2 separate regions of the Mus musculus genome follow, and region 1 is linked to region 2. The links are chromatin contacts, called in public Hi-C maps. All regions are on one chromosome and are shown on one strand. Each heading gives the region's core, a stretch centred on a gene start, on an enhancer-like site or on the middle of the called end of the contact. The rest is flanking DNA. Distances are from core to core; before and after follow the strand shown.

Evidence for each region. Hi-C and Micro-C count contacts between places; a contact is called where the count stands out from the background.
Region 1: a Hi-C map of the N1E-115 cell line shows a contact between it and region 2, with 2.5 times the contacts expected there. The contact joins two enhancer-like sites. A contact is called at or near these places in 5 of 484 Hi-C or Micro-C datasets (the N1E-115 cell line, macrophages, myeloid progenitors and 2 more), 3 of 115 datasets of contacts at active chromatin or transcription factors (effector CD8 T cells, embryonic stem cells and memory CD8 T cells) and 1 of 9 other capture datasets (embryonic stem cells).

What each region holds. Positions count from the first base shown.
Region 1 is chr13:93,994,235-93,999,882 of GRCm38.p6, reverse strand. No RefSeq gene overlaps it. Among named protein-coding and RNA genes, the nearest start is that of Lhfpl2, 61 kb to the left of the region's middle. Within about 2 kb of position 1,327, at least 73 of the 459 cell types and tissues checked have an H3K27ac peak or open chromatin away from gene starts, as enhancers often do. A contact at or near this core is called in the N1E-115 cell line, where this site is marked.
Region 2 is chr13:93,907,999-93,913,899 of GRCm38.p6, reverse strand. The region is part of intron 6 of Arsb (arylsulfatase B); the gene reads right to left. Among named protein-coding and RNA genes, the nearest start is that of Mir5624, 120 kb to the right of the region's middle. Within about 2 kb of position 2,714, at least 48 of the 459 cell types and tissues checked have an H3K27ac peak or open chromatin away from gene starts, as enhancers often do. A contact at or near this core is called in the N1E-115 cell line, where this site is marked.

The DNA of each region.
Region 1 (5,648 bases), core at 78-2,577, 87 kb before region 2:
TCTCCTCTCCTTTTCTCTCTTCTCTCCCCTCTCTCTCCTCCTCTCCCTTCTCTCCCCTCCCCTCCCACACCTCCTTTCCTGCCCAGCTTTTCCCACACAGTATGTTAAATTGCTGCCCAGGGTTGGGTTTGGTGACAACAGGTACCCTGTCAGGCTTGGACAGAGATTTAGATGCAAGATGCAGAGGAAAGTTCCAGCAGGTCACAACCCGGGGAGAAGCAGGCTTCGAGCCTATGTGGAGGAACAGACTGTGATAGAAAGATTAGATGCCAGACTCCTGGTAAGGCACAAAGAATGAGCCAAAAAATTCCAAGAACACGGCAGACTGGGAGGGAATTCCCAAGAAAAGGTGCAAGGCCTCGGGTGGAGATTCTCAGAAGAAACAAGCCCCTCATGTCGTGGGGGTGGGAGGGTTGTACAGAGGGTGATGCAGAACAGCCAGACCATGTGGCTATGACCTTATATAACAAACATGGCAGGTGGGACTGCGGTGAGGGTGTCAAGTTGAGAAAACCAGCTCTGATTACGCATTTGGGCCCCAAGTGAAACTACAAGTGCCTTAGTAAAGTGAAGTGGAGGGGTATGTGACATGGAAGGAAGATAAGGAGACCACAGAGGGCGAAGGCCAAGGGGACCACAGAGGGGAGAGGACAGGGGGACCACAAAGGGAGCAGGCCAAGGGGACCACAGAGGACGGAGGCCAAGAAAAGGCAAGAAATTCTTGAGGCCTCTAGAGAAAACACACCACCATGAAGTTTACCTGGTAAAACTAGTTTTTGCCTGCTCGCCTCTCAAACTGAGAGAGAATAGTTACCTTTTGTTTTAAACCACCAGGTTTGTGATCATCTGTTGTAGGAGTCATGCGGGAAACTGAGATAGACACAGCGTTAAATACATACTGCTAAAATATCTATCTATCTATCTATCTATCTATCTATCTATCTATCTATGTAGTTCATTTATTGGATTTAATCTTTCCCAAATAATTAAATATGTATATCGATTCTAGGATTGATCTTTTGATCTTTTTCACTTAACGTTATGTCTAAGGTGTTCTGTTTTACTTCATGTAACTGTAGTTCATTTTTGTTTCTAAAAACTACTCAGATTTTCATAGCTGCCCTTCATTAAATTAGAGAAGACTGTTTTTTTCCTAACCCAAGGTTGTCCCCAGGATGCCACATTTTTGTGCTCTTTCACTTGAATTAGATGAGATAAAAATCCCACAAATGGGATTCCAAAAACTCTGCCAAGAGTGACCATGAATCACTCTCTAGCAGGGAGACAGAGGGGATGGTGTCAGGCAGTGTGATACAGTCAGCCCGGTGTATTCAATCTCAGCACAGGGATTGCTCTTCAGCCCCCATCTCCCAGTTCAGAGGAGCAGGAGGAGTCAGGACCCACAGCACCAGAAGAGTCTAGAGGGCTATCCTAGGACACAGTGACCCACCAGTGTGAGCATAGCACAGGAGATAAAAATTAAATGTAAGGTGACTTTAAAATGTTGATTGGTTACTTAAACAAAGCTAACTAGCCTCTCCATATAGTCTGGAAGATCCAAGCCCTGGATATCTTGAAATTCACCCTGGATGATTCAGCCTGGCATAGAATGGGTGTCCATGAGACATTGTCTCCTCCCGCCCCCCCCCCCCCCCCGGGAGGGCTTGTCTCGGGCAGTCTTGCCCAGTTGCAGGTGAGTCAGCTCACAGACCTGTGACTCATCATTCTGGCCCTTGCTGGTTAGCCACCCGTTTTATTACAGCCATCCATTTTGCCAAATACACCCTCACTGCATGCACGGATGCTTTCTGGGGGATGGGGAAAGGCATGGAAGGGGTGTCATCGTGCTCCCCAAGAAAATGAAACCACATTGTCACATGAATTCTCTATCTGGTAACTGTTGAGTCAAAGGGCAGTGTCTTCCTTGATCACTCTCTACCTTATTTTTCGAGACAAGGTCTCTCACTAAACCTATATCTCACTGACGAAGGAGTTTGTCTATCTACCTCTGCCTCCTGACTCCTACCTCCGGGTTACAAATGTATGCTGTCCCGCCTGGAGATTTGAACCTAGCTCCTCGTGCTTGCATGGCAGCGACTTTACCGAGTGAGCTACCTCCCAGCCCAGTTATACTTCTCAGTTTAGTATTTTGCCTTTCCTGGGAACCCCACGTGCTGTTGCCCATAGGTTTGTGAGTGCTTGTCATGGAGGAACAGCCCCGCCCTACTCCTCCGCTAGCAGAGCTACTAGAGGCTGTGGTCGTAGGAAGGGAGGCACCTGGCTGAACCCTCAAACATGGAAGGCTCCAGGTGAGTCTTCAGCTAGCACCTGAGACACCCAGACAAAGGCTTCCCTGTGGTCCTCTTCATGACACAATCCCTGGGACTGAATCTGCTTAGCTTGCCTCCCCCCATCATCCCTTTTGTATATTCTTAGGCAACCTTCAACTGTTGAGTGTCTACTCACCCAGGTGGCAGATAGCCTACATGTTTTCCAACATTCTTTTCCACAGTTTGTCCTTTGGCTACTTAATTTCTTTAGGTCTAATCTGGGGTTTGGGGGGAACAGGGAATAATTGAGAAAGGCAAAGAGTGAGATATCTTCACTGTCCACATTAGCCCCTGTCATTCAGGAACCATCTAGAATGGGCTGGATTCTATCATTTCCTCTTCGTGGCTTACTCATGTGTCTTTCCAGAGACTCAGGAGGAACTCTGCCCATCTATATTGAAGTGCATTTGGGCCTCCTGACTCTCTCACAAGCTTCTCTTCCCACGACACCATATCCTAGTATTTGGTGACCATGAAGCCAAACACATGCTCTCAGTGGTTTGGCGGGACATTTGACAGGTCACTCCTGGCTCTTATTGTCATGAGTAGACAGATGACAACTCTGAAGGTCTTTGCCAACAGCTGTCAGCAGTCTTAATTTTCACAGTTACAGACTGAGACGGTAAACCTATCTCACGGCTGGTCTCATGCCTTCAGTAGCCACACTCAGATTAGCCATGTGTCCAAATGCTCCTGACATTTCCAGATCATTTTGAAGCCAATGACTCTTTGCAAAGGGCAGAGGCGAACACCGTAACCATCCAAAATCAATACAGAAGAGTGATAGATGGGGAAATAAGCCTGGGTAGCACAAAGCAAAAGAAATAACAGAGCCAAAGGTCACGGAGCAATTGCTTTCTAATTTGTCTTTATAAAAAGGAGAAGGAATCGAAGGGGAAATTGGCAAGTCCAAGTGAGACTGTCAGAAACACTTAACGCTCTGAGGCTGTGCCACTAACTGTCTTGCACAATGTCAGAGGAAGTGAAGTTGAAATTGAGAATATTTTCACAAGTCTGGGCCAGCCAGGAAGCTGGGGGAAAATACTCTTAAATTTAGGAAAATTACAGGCTTGCTATTTGACATTAGTTGGAGAAAAACACCAAACCTCAGACCTTATGTGGAGAACTTGAATCAGAGAAGGTATTTTAAACTCCTTGCTTGGCCCAGGAGGGTCAGAAATACTGTTAGTAGGAGCTACAGGAAGACACTGACCTTGGGAAATGGGGAAGGAGGCCTCACATCTTGCTTACCTTATTAACTGTTCAGGCAAGGGCTTAGAGAATCTGACCTGGAGGAATGGGCCCAGGGAGAAGTCTTGAACAACGCTAGAGACCCTATGAGAGGCCTAACCCCAGCATCACAGGGGAGTAACAAACAACAAATATACCTAATGCCTTCAAAGAAATGAGAGAGACCAGGGAGCACGCAGTCTCAGATGATAAAAAACATTATCAGAATCTAATGAGTGGTCAGAGGGGCAGCCATTGAGTTTTAGGAAACAGACCCAAAGGCCCTTTAGTACAATCAAATTTGTCCAGACATATATACAATTAGAACCAGTGGGTAATTCAAAGCACTTGGGTACATGGCTCATTTTAAAAACTGATGTTGGGACAATCGGATAGTCATCGAAACAAGGATAAATTCTAGGGAGTTGAAGACCTGGAAAGAACTATATAGTCACTAGAAGATGGGAGATTTAAACGGTTAATTTTGTAGTAGTGGTAGTAGTCGTGATAGTAGTAGTAGTAGTGGTAGTGGTAGTAGTAGTCGTCTTCATCTAGAAGTATGATTATTTTGTATAAGGCTCAAGACAGACAATTTTGATTGTAGGAAAGCAAAACCATTTCTACATAGGAGCCCTTTGCACAAGTGAAGTCTAAGGAAATATGTCATAACAAGGGAGTTGAGTAAGGGAACAGTGCATACTGGATGCAGAAGAAGCAATCCTTTAACAGATGAAAAGTCTGGGCTTTTGTTCCTGTCTCTGTGGTAAGAGAAAAGCAACTTACTACGTAAAAAGGGTGTATTTGTCTTAGGACTCCAGGTTACAACCCTCCCTTGTGAGGGAACCAAGGCAGCATTGGAGCAGCTAGCTCTATTCCTTCCATAGTCAAGAGCAGAGAGCAAGGAATTAATGCAGGCGTTAGAGCTCTCCTCTCCCCTTTCTGCAATTTTTCAGTCCAGCTTTCCCCTGCATAAGAGCGGCTCTCACAGCAGGTGAATCTTCCCACTAATTAAGATGATTCCCCATAGATATGCCCACGGGTCAGCTTAATCCAGACAAGCCCTCTAGACTCCCTTCCCAGGTGATTCTTGGTTGTGTCAAGTTTACAATTAACACCAACCAAAATGAAAGACCAGTAATTCATGGTCAGCCTTATCCACGAGAACTATGACAAGAACTATGTTGCTTTCACCTGCTAGCTAGATCCTGAGGTGGGCGGAAGGGGAGGAGCCTCTTGGGGAAACAGCCACTGTTAAGTTGGTTGGCGATGGTGGCTTGGTTCCTTTAATTTTCTGGAAAAAGTCTTGGGAAAGATCTATTAGGATTTTATTCACATCATGAACATGTGGTCCTGGAAACTCACTCTGGGAATGTGATGCACAGATCCTGTTGTGCAATTGTGAAGTGAGGGGTGTGTGTGTGAGAGAAAGCTCTGTGCGACGTTATTTATACCCGTAGATCTTTTGTTTCAATTTCTTGAGTCAAAAAAAAAGTGTTTCATATTTCTATCTTTTTAAAGTTTGTGGATATTTGCACATCTTTGATTAATTAAGCATCCCTAATCCAAGGACTGATTGTTTGTTTGTTTATTTATTTATTTATTTGTTTGTTTAATGAAGTTACCACTTGAAAGGTCTCCTAGGGGACTTTGGAGTTAGTGATGTTCACTCTTCTTCAGGCTGAGGAAAAGACTAACCATTGTCCAGTGTGGAGAACAGAGAGAAATGCCTTGTAATCTATCAAATGACAGGCTTACGATATGGCTTGGTGACAAAGTGCTTGCTTAGCATGTATGTGAGCCTGGGCTCGATCCACAGCACTACAAAGCAATGCATGAGGCAGAGAGCAAGTTCATAGACATCCTTCAAGACAGTGTTTTCAATGTTAATTAATAAATGTAATCATATCCAACCAAATTATTAAATGTTTATTTTCTATATAGAGCAAGATTGAATGTTTTTTTTTTAAAAACTGGATAAGAAAGTAAATAGACAAATTAGATTTCCTCTCTTCCTTTTGAAAGATGACACAAGATATTATAGTAGTTTTAAAGGGAAAGAACAAAAACTGTAATCCTCTAGGATGGTGT
Region 2 (5,901 bases), core at 1,465-3,964:
TATTTTTGTTGCTACTTCATAATGGTAATCTTCTGCTTTTATGAATCATAATGTAAATATCTGTGCTTTCTGATGGTCTTAGGTGACCACTGTGACAAGAGGCTGTTCAGCTTCCCCCAAAGGGGTCATGACCCACAGGTTAAAAGCCATCGCTCAAAGGGGACATTTCAGCCCACAGTTCAGAGTTCTAGTCTTCTGTCTAGATCTCCGTACTGTCCTTTACCCCCATGTGAAGGAGGAAGGAACCAAATTTCAAAGACTTTCAAACCTATTTGACAGAACTTAAGGAAAGTTCTTTCAATGGAAGCCAGTAATTTGGCCTCTCCTACTAAGGGTCCTCATGAGCAAACTTGGACAAAGCAAAGAGACACAGTAAGAGAAAATCTCAGACAGGAGAGCCCAGGAACAAAGTAGCCTTTCTGCTAAAATCACCTTGTTATGAAAAATATCAGACATCATGAAAAACTAAGTATTATCCCAAACTCAGCTCTAGCAATCACCAGCCTGTGGCTATGTTTCCTCTTGACTTCTCAGTCTCTCCTTTCTATATTATTTCAAACCCACTGTCAAACATCATTTCCTCTGTAACTGTTTCAGCACGTGTCTAAAAGACAAAGAATTTTAAAACAAGCACACTTATAATCCAGTATGATTGTCACATTAAAATTGAGTTAATATGCAAAGATGAGTAGACATGTCTCTGGTAGCTCTTACACATTCAGTTGGTGTTTGAAAGTCTGACTCTTCACAAATTTCTATCTGTGTGTGTGTGTGTGTGTATGACAGAGAGAGAGAGAGAGAGAGAGAGAGAGAGAGAGAGAGAGAGAGAGAAGAGATAAATGTGTGTATGTACATAGGCAGAGGTCAATATTGTTGGTCTTGTTGCCGTTGTTTTAATTGACTTCAGTTATAGTTTTGGTTTTATCCCAGTCTCTCACTGTACCTGCAGTTCACCTCTTTAGCTGAATAGGCTAGCCAGTGAGCTCCAGGGATCTACGCATTTCCACTTTATCAGCTCAGGGACCATAGACCATCCTGTAAGACCTAACTTTTACGTGAGTGCTAGAGATTTGGGCCCAAGTCCTCACGTTTACATGGGCAAATATAGACTGAGCCATCTCCCCAGGCCCCCGGGCACTTTTCTGATGAAGTCTGTGACCTCATGAGGAGGCAAGTCTTAGGCAGGGCCCAGTGTGCTGGCAGGGGCATCCTGTACTGGGTGGAGTGAGATCCAATCTGCATTGCATTTATACCTCTGGAACAGGGAACTTCCATCAAAGCAGCCCACTGACCTCTGGAGCCACAGGCGCTTCCAAAAGCCAAATACTTTTGAAGGCCCCAGGGGATCAATTTCATTGTGAGCTCTCAGTACAGTGGATCTTCCTGCCTCAGAATGGGCCTCTATGCTATGCTTCAAGGAACTAGGATGACTTTTTTTGCTGGGCCTGTAATGGGTGGAGAAGTTACCAATAAATGTCAACTGGATGTCCCACAGGCCCTGCTTTTATTTCCTCAATTAATCAGAGCCAAAATGATAATGAATCAAAGGCTTCCATCTTGGTATGAACTGTAAAAACAGATGCTTGTGACGGATAAGCTACGTGCCCAGGAGTGGGCTGTGAGAAACACCAAGAGGTATGAACAGGCCTCCAGGTCTCTGGGGACAAATAACCCTATAGTGATGAGCTAAATGCATCAAAAATGCTGAGGTAAAATCAGTATTTAATTCTACCAAGAAAGGTAGAGTGGTGATGGGCAGGAAGGCCCAACATGGAGAGCCCATCTGAAATGGGCTTTTACCACAGTTTTACCACACAGAGATGCAGAAAAATACAGTAGGGGCCAAAGATCAGCATGAAGGCTAGCTGAAACCAAGGGTGCATGGCTCAGGGAGGGCAAGGGGACAGTGCTAAGCAGAACCCAGCCTGTGCAGAGGCTCTGCAGTATGGCCTGGTGTTCGCTTTGCCTTGGATCAGCATCAAGGGCTCACTGAAGGGTTTTCCATAGGCATCGTGACAAACATGGGGGAAAGGCCAGGCCTGGTCAGAGGTGGAGGCATGAGGTGGCTGCCTTTTAACTAGTTCCCACCTTTCACGGGGAGCTCGGAAAGGTACCTGTCATGCTGAGGTTGCCTGAGGTTGCTAGAGTCAGGGCCTGGCCTAACACTAGAATGGAGCCTCAACTGTGTGACTTGGGACACCTGTCCATACTTGCCATCTCACTCCAGGTCCTGCAGTGATCAGTGTCCCAGCTATAAGTCCAGGGGGGACAGGACTTCCCTTGCCTGCAGGCCTGCCACGGCCCCACTACCCACTGATACACTTCTCAGGTTACATGTTCTCTCCCCCCCCCACCCCCCCATCTTGGCTGGCCTTAGGACTGCTGGCAACAGACAGGACTCAGAGGCTGTTGGTGTGGGCAGAGGCTGGTGCACTGACTATGTCAGCAGGACCCAGATCTAGTCTTTTCCACAAAACCTTGGTCATTTGTTTTCACGGGACAGACACTGAGGCTGCTGTGCTGTGAATCAGAGCAGTAAGGCAAGTCAGAGTGAGAGAGATTTTATCTACATCCAGCACGGGCTTTTTGACTCTATTAAGTCCCAGGACCACGTGCTGGTTGGGAAATGGCAGACAGGAACAACCCAGTGGGAAATCTGTGCCCTGGATGGAAAGCAGAGCCAGTGCCCAGGACGTATTTGTTTCTCATTTGCTTTGGAAAGAGATCGTCTCGAGTTTGGAAATCCACATTCCATTTGGGAAAGCAGACCAGATTTCTGCTGACATGGAGTTTGGCAGGGGGTAGACTTTGTCTGTTTTTGCCATGTGAGCTCATTTTCTGGGGACACGAGAGAACTACCCAGTTCTCGTTCAAGGCTGTACCTTCAGCCATGAACCTCTAATTCTCACCGAATGGCTTTTAAGTTTTTATTTTGTATGCATTTTAAGAGACTATAATGCAAGGCCTTCCTTTTGCAAACAGTTAGAGCCACCAGGGAATATGTGAGTTGAATGTGGGGGTTGGGGGTGAAGGGGTAGCTACTTCAGCCACAAAGCCCTGTGTTCAGTTGTATTACAACATGACTGGGGGTGATTCCTTCTTCCAAGCTCTCAAAGGTCTTGAATCTTTGACCTAGTGCTGTTAACATAGTTAAACTTTTTCCTACATAAAATTTTTTTCTGTTTTCTTTTAAAATAATCCAATATAACAATTAGCAATACAGGAAAAGTTAGGTTTCTCATAGAAAATACAGGACCTAAAGCATTAGGTTAAATTTCAAATTTGGAGAAAAAAAAAGGTTGACGCTGCAGGCACAGCAGTTTGGAGGGGCTTCTTGCTTTTGGAGGCAGGTGGAGGGCAAGAGGCCTGTCACCACATATCATCCACCACATAGCACCACCTCAGGGTTAACGGGGCTGCATCATCTTCCCAAGCAGATGGCGATGTGTCTGAGGTCCTTCCCCATGGAGGAGAATAATAATACATTCCACCAAGAGGACATAACCTAGCAGAGCAGACCAGGACATGGGCATGCACCCTAGGATGCCACCAAACAGTTAAGTCCGCTCTGATATGAGCCATGAGATGAGTGGATATGGATTGTGTACAATGAATTTATAACACTGTAAGGGTTTTGGGTTTCTTTTGTGGGTTTTCTTTTCTTTTCTTTCTTTCTTTTCTTTTTTTTTTTGGACGAAAGTAGTGACTGGGGACGTTTCAGATGAAGAAATGGCCGTGTTTTTAAACATTTGCATCTGTGAGTTGCAGAGGCTCAACATAAAGCAGATTTCCTATATCCACCAAAAGCCATTCTGGCACGAGAAAGTTCCCTTGCCTAAAGCAAACCAGATGTGCGAATGGGACATGCCAATTCTCCTAGGGGTGTATCAACATCAGAATTACAGAGGACCTCAGGAACTATATATTCTATGAAGCAATGAGCACAGAATTCTGACCACATTTTATCCCTAAAAACATTGAAAGCAGAAACTTAATATTGGAAAAAGGCAAAATATTAGTGCAGATCAAAACCCATTACCCATCCATGGTGTCAGAGCCTCTCTGCCAAATGACTGACCCCAGACTGGGTTCACTATTCCAAGTTTTTGCCACATGCTCTGTCAAAGATGTATATTCACATCCATTTGACTGTTCAAGCAAGTATAAAGAGTCACATCCTGGTGTATGCTTATGAGGAAAGACCATGCCACGGACACCTACACATGTGATCCATAGGCAGGTCACCATGGAAACAGGAGCATATATATATATATATATATATATATATATATATATACACACACACACACACACACACACACACACACACACACAGGCAATCTCAACTGAAGTGTGGGTCAGAGTTTATGCAACAATAGGCAGGTGCTTGAGAGTCTGCAAGGACCTGAGAATGCAGGACAATGTACACTGGCTCACAGGAAGAAAGGCAGGCCCCAGCATCTGCCAGAAGAAGAATTTTTACAGTGAGGCAGACAGGAGGGAGAGCGAATGGAATCTTCAGTGAGTGACCATATGAATCCAGGTTGAGGAAGATTTCAGAGCTATCTGTGTGTGAAATAAATGCATGTAATAGATCAGGAACAGCCACTCAGCAATGAAGAGGGGCTTAGAAGAAATACAAGCTCAGATAATTCAATTCACCTCAAATGCTGGTCAAATTACAGAAAGTCACAGAGACAGCTCTCTCTCTCTCTCTCTCTCTCTCTCTCTCTCTCTCTCACACACACACACACACTCAAACATGCACCATTAAATGCATAAAATACAAGTGGGAGAGTTTAATGCTTAAATTGTCTGGGCACACATGAGTATAATCGCTGATGATAAAAAGTTTATAGACTGACTATGCACAGGCAGAATAAGTACAGATATTTTCACTAACAGCTTTTCTACACAATGCAAATTAAACTCTGGACTTTCTTTTCCTGAAGCCACACAGAACTCACCAAATAAAACCCCACAGCAGTGATTTATCTCTAAATAACAGAATCCTGTGGCATTATAGCTTTCTACTTCTTTGTCTTTATTATGAATACTATCAAGAAAGGGGTCTCTCAATTTCTTACCATTTTAATAAGACAAAAAATATTTTCAGGAATTTTATTCCAATTTTCAAAATGTTGGGGTGAGAAAGAACCAGTTCTGAGCAGAGGTGGTGTAGCCATCAAGCACTCTTTAATAACGACGATTAAATGATGCCTGTAAGAAGAATGAGCTGTGTCTCTAGCTGCATATGAATCAGAAGATGGCCTAGTTGGCCATCAGTGGAAAGAGAGGCCCATTGGCCGTGCAAACTTTATCTGCCTCAGTACAGGGGAACGCCAGGGCCAAGAAGTGGGAGTGGGTGGGTGGGGGAGTGGGTGGGGGAGCGTGTGGGGGACTTTTGGGATAGCATTGGAAATGTAAAAGAAATAAATACCCAATTGAAAAAAAGAACAAGAATGAGCTGTAATGACAGAGTGTGTGAACAGACAGGGGCACCACACACAGAGGCTGACAAACTGTCCCCACATTTTGAGACTATTTTCCTTGGGCTCACTGATTTGTAGTGAAGTCTTCACTGTCAAGGCTGCCACTTCTGAAGGAAAATATGCAAGGCAAGGGAGCATGCTTTTAATGAAAGCCTTTGCGTCTGAACTTTATAATCAGACGCTATTGGCGTCTCCAGAATTTCCCAATAAAGCAGACACTTAAACAAATCAGGCTCAAAGAACACATACTGCACTCCAAGTATTTCAAAGGTGAATAATCTTTTTTTTCACATGTCCATGTGCAATACTTTATGAAATATCTTGGAAAGCAACCTAATAAGAAAGAAGAATGAGGTTGTAGTTCAGAGCTCATCACAGTAGTGAAGCCATCTGACTCCATCTGCCTGAG